2 separate regions of the Sus scrofa genome follow, and region 2 is linked to region 1. Evidence: chromatin contacts called from public promoter capture Hi-C data. All regions are on one chromosome and are shown on one strand. Each heading gives the region's core, a stretch centred on a gene start, on an enhancer-like site or on the middle of the called end of the contact. The rest is flanking DNA. Distances are from core to core; before and after follow the strand shown. Region 1 holds the start of PDS5A (a long non-coding RNA gene). Region 2 holds the start of LOC110262080.

Region 1 (6,802 bases), core at 2,639-5,138:
CAACTACATAATAAAAATCACTTCTACATTCCACTTACTTTAGATCCCTCAGAAGGCAGCTACAAGAATAAAAACATACCTGATGCTATTGACCTGGCTCTGCCACTAACCTGTCCTATCACTGATCTTGGTAAATGTTACTCAGCTACTTTGGGTCTAACGTTTGTTATCTGTGAAATAAAAGGAGTTCCGAGAATTTTTTTTTTTTTTTCTTTTCAGGGCTGCACTCATGGCATATGGAGGTTCCCAGGCTAGGGGTCGAATCGGAACTACAGCTGCCGGCCTACACCACAGCCACAGCAATGCCAGATCTGAGCCATGTCTGAGACCTACACCACAGCTTACGGCAATGCCGGATCCTTAACCCACTGAGCAAGGCCAGGGATTGAACCTGCAACCTCATGGTTCCTAGTCGGATTCCTGAGCCACGACGGCAAATCTGAGTTTCCAGAATTTCTTTTAGGATCCTTCTAACTCTAAAATTATGCTTCTACTGTAAAAGTACTTGTTCCATTCTTGAAAACCGAAAAGAATGAACCAAACATCTCTCAATTCCACTGACCAAGATTTTACTTGCCTTTAAGCCCTCTTCGTATTTCTACAGCATTTGAACATTGTTGCTGTAACAGTAATAAACTACTGAATTTTTAAAATCTACCCAAAAAGAAGGGTCTAATAAACACAAAAATTATCAGAAACACAGTTTAAATATTGTTTAAAATCTATACTTCCAATGAGATAGTGATACTTTAACTAAACATGGATCCCTAAAAAGTACAAAGTCAAAATCGATTTAAAAAGGCAGGAGGAAGACAAAGTAATAAGAGTTCCTGAGAAAAGCAAAATTTTAGCAATAGAACATTCAAATTAGTTAATACGTATGCCAAATTCAACTTCCAAAAAAAGTCATAACAAATGGATATTCTAAACATATGCTCGTTCTATACTTGTGTGTCCATTTATTGTTAACAATATTTCTGATATTTAATCTATTTTCAAATGGAAGACGTACACGTAGTTATAACTTTTTAAAATCAGATTATCCATCACTAGAATTCAAGATTTTAATATTCTTAACATGAAAACAATAAAAATGAAAAGACCTATAAATTTTTTACTTAGCTTTATATTTTACAATTCATATTTCGACATCTCAAAACACTCAATATAACCTTAAGAAGCCATCAATAGGTACCTCACTTTATGTACAAGATTTAATAGAAAGCCCTAGTGCCCTATTCTTTCCAAAGGGGCAACAAATTACAGAATCCCAATTTGTTTTTAAAAAGTTAACTGTAGGAATACTCTAATTACTCACAACATTGTAAACATTTACTAGGCACTATACTAAATTCTAAGAGCAAAGTGGCAAGATTATTCCCTGAAAAACCTTTCACCAATTGCCCAAGGTAGAAACATTGTCAACATTGTTTATTCCCTCACCTCCCACCAAGTCTGACTGATTTTTAACTCTGAAATGTCTCTTGGATCATCCACTATCTCTATTCCCACTTCAAGAATAGCCCAACTTCAAGATTTCAACATCTATTCACCTAGACTACTGTTAAGAGTTCTTTAACTAGACTCCTTATCTCCAGCCTTGCCCTGTTCCAATCTAGCTCCAATGGTGAAAACTAAAATGTCTTCAGCATTTCCAAATGTCCCCTGGGGGTCAAAGATGCCTGCATCAGGTTGATCCTTCAATAAGAATAACAGTTTGTAAGGCTGTGGCCACAATCTATGCTCATGCAACAGAAAGCAAAAAAATTAACTTACATAAGGCTAAAACTTACAACGTTGACCTTAGGACCACCATTGCTTAAATTAAATAAACTGACTCCTTATAAAAAGAGATGCTAACGCTTTCTCTTAAAAACCCTTTGAATGTGTGGGCATTAATCATCACCTTACTTCCAGACTGAATTTTGAAAAGTCAGTACTTCTGTCAAAGTTTAAGCATACTATATACATATTTAAGCTTCTGGATATTAGAAAAATTTTAAAGTGCCTTTTGTGCTTAAATCGGTACCCTCAGAAGTTAATGAAAACCTTCCTAGGTAAATCACTGCCTACTTTTAAGTTGCAAGCTACTTTGAATAGTAGTCATAAATATTTCCAGGAAAAACTTTAAAAACTGTAAGAACTCTTATACTTGAAAAACGGTAAGATTAAAAAAGGTCACACACACACACCCGTTAATTTCCCATCATGCTTATGCCCCTAACAGAAATTATTCAAAGATACAGCCAAGATAGAACAATACTTTTCGCAGGGCGTAAAAGAGAAGACATAAAATACGTAAAAAGCATGGTAGGTGAAACTCTGAAAGGCCAGGCCTTGCAGAGCAGTAACACCACAGGCGGCTCAAGTGTGACCATTCCATCCCAAAGCTTACCTTCAGTCGTTTGATCATTTCGTCGGTGGTAATCTTGTCGGTGATCTCCTTTACCCCCGGAGGGTAAGCGATCTTCCCATCGGCACTCACGACGCCACAGAGGGCTGTGGCAGGCTTGGGCTGCGCGGTGAAGTCCATCCTGGGGGACAACTTTTCTTTCACAGTCCTCTACCGGCCTCTATCGGTCAGAAAACAAAAGTTCAGCGGGAAAGGGGCGACTTTGTAACCTCTTTTTTCATTTCAAAAATCTCTAATCTGCAAAGGGCCTTTTCTCCCGGGAGGCCGGGGACTCGGCGGCGGCCCCGCCACCCGCTCCTTCCCGGGGCCTGAACCTTGGCGGCCGCCGCGCCGCCCCCACCCACCCGGGCCCCGCCAACCCCGGGCTCCCGGGGATCCCTGGCACCGGCGGCCGCGGCCGCGGGAAGCGCCGAGCACCGCCAGGAGTTTCCCATTCCGCCGTTCACAATGAAATCCACCCCCGTGCATCGAGGTCCGAAGTTTGGCGGCCTTGAGAGCGTGCCGAGGCCTCCAAGGCCCCCGCTCGGTCAGAGACGAGCCTCGAGTCCCCGCCCGGCCGGTCCCCTCCGGGGAAGGAGACGCGAGGCCTATAGGGCTCGGCTTAGGCCGCAAAACTAGGGACCCAACCGGACCCGCACGCAACGGCGGCTCCTGGGAACGAACGCCCTCGCCGGGCCGAGCTCCGGGACCCCCGGCGTCCCCGCCACGCTCCCACCCCTCCCGGGTCCCGCTCCCCCCACCCCCACTGCCGGAGGGGAAAACAAGCCGCCCTCCACCCCGAACCCCAAGGCAGGAAGCGGCTGACGCGGCTCCGCACTTCACATTTTGTTCCTTCAACTTCGGCTGAGGGACCCTGGCGTCTTCTCTCGCCCCCGGCCACTCGGCACCGTCCGAAGCCGCCAAGGCCTTACCGGCAGCTCCGGGCAGCCCCGCCGGGCCTTGGTCCCGCGGCTCCCCCCCACCCCCCCGCTCCGGTCTCCCCTTCCGTCCCCTCCCTCCACCAGCCGAGGGCGGGAGCCCAGCCGCCGCCGCCTTTACCTCCTCCTCATGCGGGCGGAAGGTGCATCGAGCGCCCGGGCCTCTGTCAGGTGGTTGCGCCGCCGCCCCTCTTCGGGCTGCACACAAAGCGGCTCCGCGGGTCCCGCCGCCGCCGCCGCCGCCCGCCCCGGAGCGGCGCTGGGGCTGGCGGTGCCGAGGAGGAGCAGTCGCCGCGGGGGGAGACGCGGGGCGAGTGTGCGCTGGGCGGGGAGACACTGCCGCTCTCCGTCTGGCCGAGGAAGAGCAGCCTCGGAGAAGGCTCTTCTGGGAGCGTGTGCGCGGGTGTCCGCCCCGGACCCCCACGGCCCACCCGCGCGCCCCTCGCGCCGGCCGGGTCCGCCGACCCGGACCCGGACGCCCCTTGCAGCGGCGCGCGCCCGGCCGTCGGTGCTCCTGGCAGCCGGCGCCTCGCGCACAGTGGCCGGTCACGCGAGCTGTGCGAGAGCACGCGAGAGCAGGGCGCGCGCCTCGCTCCCTCCCCTTCCTCCGCCGGCCCGAGCCTCCGCCTCCCTCGGGCCCGAAGCGGCCGCGCGCGAGGCAGACAGCGCCACCATCCGGTTGGCGCCAAGACCTGCCGCGCCGAGCGCCTCGGGGAGCACCCGGCCCAGAAGCGAGCAGGGGAGGAGCCCGGGTGGCGGGAAGCGAACGCGGCCCCAGCGGCCCTCAGAGGGCACGCAGGACGAACAGAACTTTGCATTATGCCTCGGAGATGGGTTCCGACTTTTAGGGGTCATCCTGAGGGACGTGGAGGGAAATGGTTGAAAAACGGTTAACTACTGAATGAAAATGAATTGATTTCCTCCCTAGGGACGGAAGATCTGCAAACTAAGGAAAAGTTTTGCAACATGGCACGAGGGACGTGGTCATGATCCAGTGGGCTGCTCATTCTTGTGCCTTCTGACAGCCACCAGAGTTTGCCCTCCCCTCTTTAGATATCTAAAATTAGTATTTTGAAAGCTGCAAAATATACAAATAACTCTGAGTCGAGCAGTCCTCAAAGAATGGTCTGAAAGGTAGGTTTCTGGACTCCACTCCAAACTCTGAGACTGGAATCCAGAAATAAGAATGTTTATAAATTAGATGGATATTTCTTGTTAATATATGAACTCAAAGAATACCTTTTTCCTTCAGCCAAAGGAAAACCCAATGCAGTGGTGTTTGAGCAGTTTAATGTAAAATTTGAAGCAGATGAACCTCAGGAGCACGTAGGTAATTTCCAAAGATGAAGTTGTAAAAAGAACACATAATACGAAATAGCATACAGCTCCCTGACCACTACCATAGTTTACAGTGAAATGCATTTAAATTGTTCATTTAAATTATTCTTGATGGATATCTATTGGTCTTTTCTATATCCTTTGCTTGATCTTAACAATATCGTAGGTACAGCCATCACTGAATATTTTTCAGGTATTACACAAAGGAGCAAACATCTTGGAATCTAACACACCACGGTTGCTGATTTGCTAGAACTCTGCCCTAAAGTCACTACTCATGGATTAAGGATCTGGCATTGTCGCTGCAGTGACCCTGCAGCACAGGTTTAATCCCTAGCCTGGGAATTTTCACATGCCACAGGGACAGCCAAAAAAAAGCTCCCCCAAACCCCACAAAAGTCAGTGCTTTATTCCTGGGCATTTAGAGTAGCAGGCAAAAGCTATTTAAGATCATCTTCATCCCAACTATTAAACTGACCAAAACCTACACTCTTTACAGTAGAAAATTGACAGAACACTGTAAACCAATTATAATGGGAAAAAAAACAAAAATCATTTAAAAAACCCTACACTCTTTGTAGTCTCTTTCTCTCAACTTGTGATTTTTTAAAAATCCATCACATTTAAATAACTATGATGCTTTTTTTATTCTTGCTCTAAATAATTTACCCATTATTAAACTGGTTTTGTATATACTCATAGATTTTAATTTTATACAACCTATTAATTACTTTGTTAATACTGTTTGATTTTATAAACACTCAAAAGCCTCAAAAGCCCTAAAGATTATAACACATAAATACATTGAATTTATATAATTCTAAATTCATTCTAGATTAATTCCATTCTTAATTCTAAAATTCCTGTTTTTACGTAAATATTTGTTTCCACTTAGTAAATGAGAAGAGAACATTCTTTTGTGCAACAGTTATTTAAAGACGGCCTACTGTTAGAGTTCCCTCTGTGGCACAGCAGAAACAAATCTAACTAGGAACCATGAGGTTTCAGGTTCAATCACTGGCCTCTCTCAGTGGGTTAAGGATCCGGTGTTGCCATGAGCTGTGGTGTAGGTTGAAGACTCTATTTGGATCCTGCTTTACTGTGGCTGTGGCGTAGGCTGGCATCTGTAGCTCCAATTTGACCCCTAGCCTGGGAAACTCCATATGCCACAAGTGTGGCCCTAAAAAGCAAAGAAGAAAAGAAAGATGGCCCACTGTACAAGTCACTGTTTAGGATACTGAGAAAAAAAAAAAATCAATGGTAGGGGAATCCTCTTGTGGCACAACAGGCTAAAGATCCAGCATTGTCGCTGCAGTGGCTCACCCAGGTTGCTGTTACCTAGATGCCATCCCTGGCCCAGGCCTTGGCCCTGGAACTTCCACATGCAGCATGGGCCAGGCCAAAAAAAAAAAAAAAAAAAAAAAACAGAGTTCTGGGGGCACAAAAATCCTACCTGTTGTGGTAGAGTTTAATTTGTTTGGGGGGAGATAGGCAAAAAATAATAATGATAATAATAAAGTAGAGGAGAGAAGGGATGCAGATCACAGATAAGCTTTTAGGTCTTTGGCCTTTGGAAAGACGTTGGCATGTACTCAGAGATTTTGGGAGTATTTTAAAAAAAGAAGTGACATTATATGATTTATGTTCTATGAGCTAGGCAACCATGGACAAATTACTTAATCTTTCTGTGCCTCATTTTCCTTATCTGTAAATCAAGGATAATAGTTTCTATATCAGAGAGCCTTTATGAGGCATAAATTAGTTGATTTTGTAAAGTGCCTAGAATTTTAACTGGTACATACTAAGCTCTACATGATTTCTAAAATATATGTAAAATGAAGGAATCACTCTAGCTGCTGGGTTGAAAATAATGTAGAGATACAAATAGAGTAGTAGGGTTACCAAGTATAAGATGATGGCAAAAATCCCAAGGAAGGAATTCTGTTGTGGCACAGTGGGTTAAGGATCCAGTGTTGTCACTGCAGTGGCTCAGGTTCAATCCCTGACCCAGAAACATCCATGTGCCATGGGTGTGGCAAAAAAAAAAAAAAAAAAATCCCAAGAAAAGATGATAATAGGGATTGGGTAATAACAGTGAAAATGATGAAAAACTGTATTAAAAGAAGAGTCAAGA
Region 2 (6,514 bases), core at 1,710-4,209, 72 kb after region 1:
TGACTACCATTTATTGAGTCTTTACTTTTACATGCTTTTATCATTTTAATTAATTAGAAAGTAGATATAATGAATGCCATTTGAGAGATGAGAAAACTGAGTTTTAGAAGGCTTGAAGTAATATTCCCATGGCCACAGAGCTTGCAGCTCCTGTTGAGTGTGGCAAAGAAATCTTTTATAGAGATAAATCCATCCGTACTATTTACTTTAGATAATAACAATATTACCTGCTATTCAGTTTCTACCAGATATAAAATTGAGAAATACAGACGTTCTAAAATATGTTTGTCCTTACCTTCTTTTAGTAAAGTTCTTGCAAAATGTTATTCTAAGTTTAACTGGGAATGAAAACAAGTATTTATCGGCCATTATGTTAAAGAGAAAAAAAATCCCACAACAGACTTTCTTGTGATTTACCATATGCTGTGTCATAGAGGAATGTTGATTCTTTCACTCCTCAAATGTCTAAGGAGTATTTATTTTTTTTTTTTTTTTTTTTTTTTTTTTTTTTTTTTTTTTTTTTTTTTTTTTTTTTTTTTTTTTTTTTTGCTATTTCTTTGGCCGCTCCCGGCATATGGAGTTCCAGCTAGGGTCCAATCGGAGCTGTAGCCACCGCCTACACCAGAGCCACAGCAACGCGGATCCGAGCCGCGTCTGCAACCTACACCACAGCTCGCGCAACGCCGGATCGTTAACCACTGAGCGAGCGCAGGATCGAACCGCACTCATGTTCCTAGTCGGATTCGTTAACCACTGCGCCACGACGGGAACTCCCAAGAGTATTTATTTTGTACAAGTTCTGAGTTTGGTAGTGAGAAATACAAGGCTGAATGGGAAATAGGACCTATCTATCTTCAATGAATTAATGATCTACTAAGAGAGATTATAAACATGTAAATAATTATAACTAAGCAGAATGCTCCAAGTCAAAATTAAAGTATAGGAATGAAAAAATAGCACAGATTATTTTTGACTGGGAAGAAATCATACTTATTGTTCTTAACATAAACCAACAAGCATGTTTAGAATTTAGTCATTAAACAGACAAAAGATGCTTTAGACAAATATTATGAAAAGATTTATTTATAATGCACTGGCCATTTTATATACAAAAACCCAAGATACAAACTTTATTATTTCCATAAAGGCCAATCTTTCATTTAAAGACATGCTAGGGGGCGTTCCCATTGTGGCTCAATGGTTAATGAATCTGATTAGGAACCATGAGGTCAAGGGTTCAATCCTTAGCCTTGCTCAGTGGGTTAAGGATCTGGCGTTGCTGTGAGCTGTGGTGTAGGTCGCAGATGCGGCTCGGATCCCACATTGCTGTGGCCCTGGCTTAGGCCAGCAGCTACAGCTCCGATTCAACCCCTAGCCTGGGAACCTCCATATGCCGCGGGAGCGGCCCAAGAAATGGCAAAAAGACAAAATCAATCAATCAATCAATCTAGGTCTCTTCAGTTTAAAAATAGTGTTTAAAAAAAAAAAAAGACATGCCAGGGCTCATTGTATTTAGTGTTAAGTGGGAGCATTTTGCCATTCCTTGGATTCATCTGGCATTTTAGAGAATTAAATATTGTAACATAACCAACTGGAAGATTACAGAGAGCAGAGTATGAGCAGGAGTAGCACCTTGGCAATTAAGGTACATCAAGATACTCGATAATTCAAAGATTCTTAAATTTCCTCTTTGAAATTAAAAGATACATGAACTCAAATGAGAATGAGCCTGATAAACAATCCATTTATCCAGTGTTTTAACCTAATGCCTATGTCTCATTCTTTAAAAGATGTGTTCTTTTCCTATTGGCTTAGAATTTAAACCAATAAGGAAGAAGGAAATCTTTGTAAATATTCACAAAGGAAGGCTGGCCCTGTGAATGCTGAGTAAAGATTGCTTTGTTCTTCATTTGAGTCTAACTTTCAAAACTTTCAGATGTTTTTCTTTTATTGGCATAGTAAGCAAACATTTTTTTTCCCTTTAAATATTCAGCCTGGTTTATATCTTGCTGGCTTGAAATATATTTCCAATGTTAAGAATATTTTCTTCTTATTGTTCAGACCTAAGATGTGATTAATGGAAAAATCAACAATTTAATTGCCAGTTTTTATTATTATGGTGAACACATTTCATATGAACAAACTCAATATTAACTTGCTAGATTTGTTTGAAGTTTATAATTACTAGGGTTCTTTCATTCCTAAAGTGGCATATATCACTTTATTAGTCACTTTTAATGGTTGTTCAAAGGCAGAGATAATGTTAGGTTCTCAGCAATAGCTACTTAAATCTTGAGATTCTGAGTACTTTGTTAAAATTTTTGCTGTTTCCAAGTTACTGAAAGTATTAATAGAGATGTCTGTGTTGTAATTTCTTAACAGGGGCTCAAGGGACTTTTAAAAATACAAAAAGTTGTATGGTTGGTTTCATTAGAAAAGTTACCTTTCCTATTAAATATTTCTGATTTCTGAAAAAAACCACTACAATGTTTTCGTGAGTCGGTGTTCCAATTGGACTTATATGAAGATAAAAATTCACTTGCATTTCCCCAAATTTACACTCTGTTTAAAGCGATTACCATAGCAACATGAACAGAGATTCTTCGATGCAAAGGATTACTCTGTCAGGGGCTTATTCTTTTCTCTACGAAAAAACACTGATGGTGGAATAAAAAGTAATTGCAAAGGGAGGGAACCGAGGGAGGAAAAAACGAATAAGCGTAATCACCACCACCAGTAAGCAAGGGTGAAAAATTCGTGTACCTGAAAACACTGAACATTTCACGTCAGAACAGAGAAGAAACAAACCCAGGAAAGCAGGGTTTAGGAGGAAGAAAAAAAGGAGCAGACTTGGGGCACGGTCTAATAACACAGCGATCGTAAAAGGGAGGAAAACATCTTTGCTTTTTTTGGCACCTGAAAACTGAAGCTCTAAGCAGGGCAAAGGCCAGCGCCTGCGGTTCTACGTTGCAAACATGCACTCGTTTTGTGCTTCTGCCAGCGTGTTCAGACCGCGCGTTGGCAGCGCCAGCGGGGGCCGGGCAGTGCTGGTCCGGGCCGCAGCCGACCCCTTTGTCTCTCGGCTCCGAGGCTGCCGCCCGAGCGCGCAGAGGGGCAGCGGGCCGCGCTCCCGGAAACCTTCGGTGGGCAGCGCGGCGCGCGCGGGGGCGGGGTTCGCGCGCCTACAGTCGCCGTGGCCTTGCACCTCCCGACTCAACAGTCCGGTTAGGCCACGCCGAGGCCGCCTGGTTCGTCCCGCGGTCCCTCCCAACTTGCTGCCGGGACCCGCGCGCAGGCGGGCCCGCCCCGCTCTCATTTCCTCCCCCGCCTAGACCAGCGAGTACGACCTTGTGTTGCTGTTTTGCCTTTGGGGCTTGAGAGAGTGGCGAGGTTTAGAAACGGCTGTGGTCGACCGCGCCACTTATTTCCGCAGAAATTTCGGGCCCCTTAGTGCTACGTTCACCAGCTCAAAACGGCTCCCGCCTTCCCGAAACTCCGACCCATTGAAAAGGGCTTGCTCCTCCATGTGACCCCAGGACAAGGGAAGGGGGAAAAGACGTCAGGCTTTCGGGCGAGCTTTCTTGGCGGAGGTGCGGGGTGGCGGGAAGACCGGTCCGATGCGGCAGAACCGGCCAGGCCAGGACTCGCTCGCTAGGGAGCGGGAAAGGCGGGAGCGCCGGCGGGCAGGGGTCGCCCGGGCCGGCCGAGACGCCCAAGCAGACCTCGGGGACGCACCAGAGGTCGCGGCGGGGAGCCAGCGGGGGTGGGGGAGGCGGAGGGCGGCGATCCACCTGGGCGACGTGGCAGCCATTCCCTGTTCCCCGAGACCCCTCCCCATTCGGCCGCCCACCCGCCCCCTCGCGGCTGGCTGCTGTGAGGCTGCTCTTCCCCGACCGGACGAAGAGCGGCAGTGTCTCCCCGCCCGGCACTCGCCGCGCGTCTCCCCCCCGCGGCCGTCGCTGCTCGCCAGCCCTGCACCGCGCCGGAGAGCGCAGTGGCGGCGGCGGGAAAGGGCTGCGGACCCGCGGCGCCGCGTCGCACACTCGACGACGCGGCCCCGGCCTCGACGCCCTCCGCCCGCTCCTGGAGCAGGTAAAGGCAGCGGGTGGGAGGCAGGGCCGGGGAGAGGGTCCGGGAGGGAAAGGATCCCGGGGTCCCCGAACCGGAGCGGAGGGCCTGAGGCAGCAGCGGGCGGCGCTGCGACCGAAACCTCAGTCCCCGAACGTGGGAGGCCGGCTCGGGCCGCCTCCAGTCCGGCCCGCGGGCCCGGCCGCCCGGACGGAAGGGGAGTGAGGCGTCGGCGAGAGGCGGGCCCTGGCGTGCTGCCCGAGGTCGGGCGAAGGCGGGGGCCGCGGTCGCCTCCCCTGCCTCCTAGTCCCTGGCGGGCCTCCAGGCCCTTGACACACCCCTCTCGCCCCCCGGGGGCCTCCCTGTCGATTCCCGCGGGGACTTGACCTCGCGGCCCTCCGAGCGCCGGAGCTTTTCCCAGGCGGAGCCTTATTGCAACTTCGGGCCACCCTCCCGAGCACGTAGTCCTTGCAGGGCCGTTTATTTACTCACTTCTCGAAATCCAAACACAACCTTTCACATCGCACGTTTCGATTTTGGAAACTGCTGGGAGGCATTCACGGTTCCTGGGGTCTGTGCCCTTTTGATCCTCGTTCCCCCCCCCTCCCCCACGGCAACTTTGATCCTCGCTTTGAGCCCTGCTGAGATCCGGACCCTCTCCGAGAGAGGTCCATTTGGAAATCCTTCGATAGAGTGAGTCATCTGACCCGGGGCAGTTTATTCCTTAAGCTCTTTTGGTTAAAACGTGTCTTTTTTTGGGGGGGGGTCCTCTCTTATAAAGAGAGCTAGAGTAATTATTTAAAAAAGTGTAGATCACGCTCAGTGTTGGCTTTAAAGAATCTTCCTTTCGGCAACAGTCTCTAGAACTAGGATCTGATATTTGTGGCACGGACAGGTTTGTACACATTCTCGCCATGCAGTGGTTGTAATGTCTCCATAGCACAGTTCTGACTTGAAGGCAGGATTGGCTGGTTTTTCTACTCGACATCTTTAAGCCAATCAAGAAGCGCTGCTTGCCTGGAGACTGGTTAACTCAGAAAAGGTGGGGATTGGTTGAGCTCAGAGAAGAAAATCCTGGAGATGAACCTGGCTTCTCAGAAAACAATGACTGATTTGCAGCTGCCTCTTTCCCTCACTTAAAAATTCTTTTCATCTCCACAGCAGCCTTTTCTTACTGTTTTTATTATTTCCATTGTTTGTCTCTGAAACACCCAGTTCTCTCGTAACTCAGCCCTCATCCTTCAATTTTCAATGAAAGAATTCTTAAACGCTTTAAGAAATGTAAACATCATGTGTTTTGATTATCAGCATGGTTCAGTTATCTTACATTGTCTGTTTTTAAAGGTTAGGAATTAAATCAATTTTTTTTCCTATGCCAGAGCCTTTATTATTCAAGTGGCTGAGTGAGGATGGGGGGCTGCAGTGGTGGTGGTGATGAAAAGAACAGGAAAGAAATGGCTGCTTTTCTACAAAGATGCTACATTTTAGTTCATGAGAAAAGACTAAGGTATAAAATAAAACCTAGGTCAAATCAGCGTTTAGTACTTATGAATGTCAATTTGTGCACCTGTTGACTTTAGTTGTTGTGAAAGGCAAAGAGGACCAAGCAGTGGACTAAATAGAAAAAAATGGGCTTAAGTTAATGGTAAAGAAATTTTTTTTCCTGTATTAAATTAGGCATCATATCTGCACACAATAGAGGCTAAATAAATATGATCAGTGTAGGTGCATGTTTTTTAAGTGCTATTGAAAATTTTTCTTCTAAAATCTCCCTTTTATTCATGATTGTCTATGGTGATGCATGTCTTTTGATATGCAAAGCAGTAACCACGTATTAGTCAACGTAAGTTTTAGAAAATAGCCACCATTTTTTCACTCCTTCCATTCAGCTTTTTATTTATTTATTTATTTTTGCTTTTTAGGGCTGCACCTGCGGAATATGGAGGTTCCCAGGCTAGGGATCTAATTGGAGCCACAGCTGCCAGCCTATGTCACAGCCATAGCAACGTGGGATCCAAGCGTGTCTGTGACCTACACCACAGCTTAAGGCAACTCCAGATCCTTAACCCACTGAGTGAGGCCCTGGATCGAACCTGAAACCTCATGGTTACTAGTTGGATTCATTTCAGCACCACAAGGGAACTCCCCCATTCAGCTTTTTATATGCAAATTCACATTGTAAATCTTGGGAAGAATCTCAAGTTTGTCAGGTGAAACATTAAACTTTAACAGATTGCATTATTAGATGGCCTTGGTAGTTTTATTAGGAATTAAAGAAGAGATTGAGCTTTCTTTCAGTATTTACCATGGCAGAAAATGAGTAAGCCAAATGTCATTAGGATTATATCAACTCTTGACTTTTAATAATAATTTTTTATCATTTGTTGGATTTTTGTGGTTGTCCCATTTAGTTGCATAATGTTGTTTCATATGATTTAGTGTTTAG

The links. Promoter capture Hi-C pulls out the DNA fragments that hold promoters and counts their contacts.
Region 2: a contact with region 1 is called in a promoter capture Hi-C map of liver, with 2.3 times the contacts expected there. The contact joins the promoter of LOC110262080 here to the promoter of PDS5A in region 1. A contact is called at or near these places in 1 of 5 promoter capture datasets (liver), 9 of 47 Hi-C or Micro-C datasets (alveolar macrophages, embryonic fibroblasts, heart right ventricle and 3 more) and 1 of 2 datasets of contacts at active chromatin or transcription factors (alveolar macrophages).

What each region holds. Positions count from the first base shown.
Region 1 is chr8:31,130,443-31,137,244 of Sscrofa11.1, forward strand. PDS5A (a long non-coding RNA gene) reads right to left here and starts at 3,889. Exons shown (of 33, transcript XR_002346613.1): 1 at 3,452-3,889; 2 at 2,396-2,573.
Region 2 is chr8:31,203,770-31,210,283 of Sscrofa11.1, forward strand. It overlaps LOC110262080, which reads left to right and starts at 2,960. Exons shown (of 2, transcript XM_021101118.1): 1 at 2,960-4,092. The coding sequence starts at 3,618.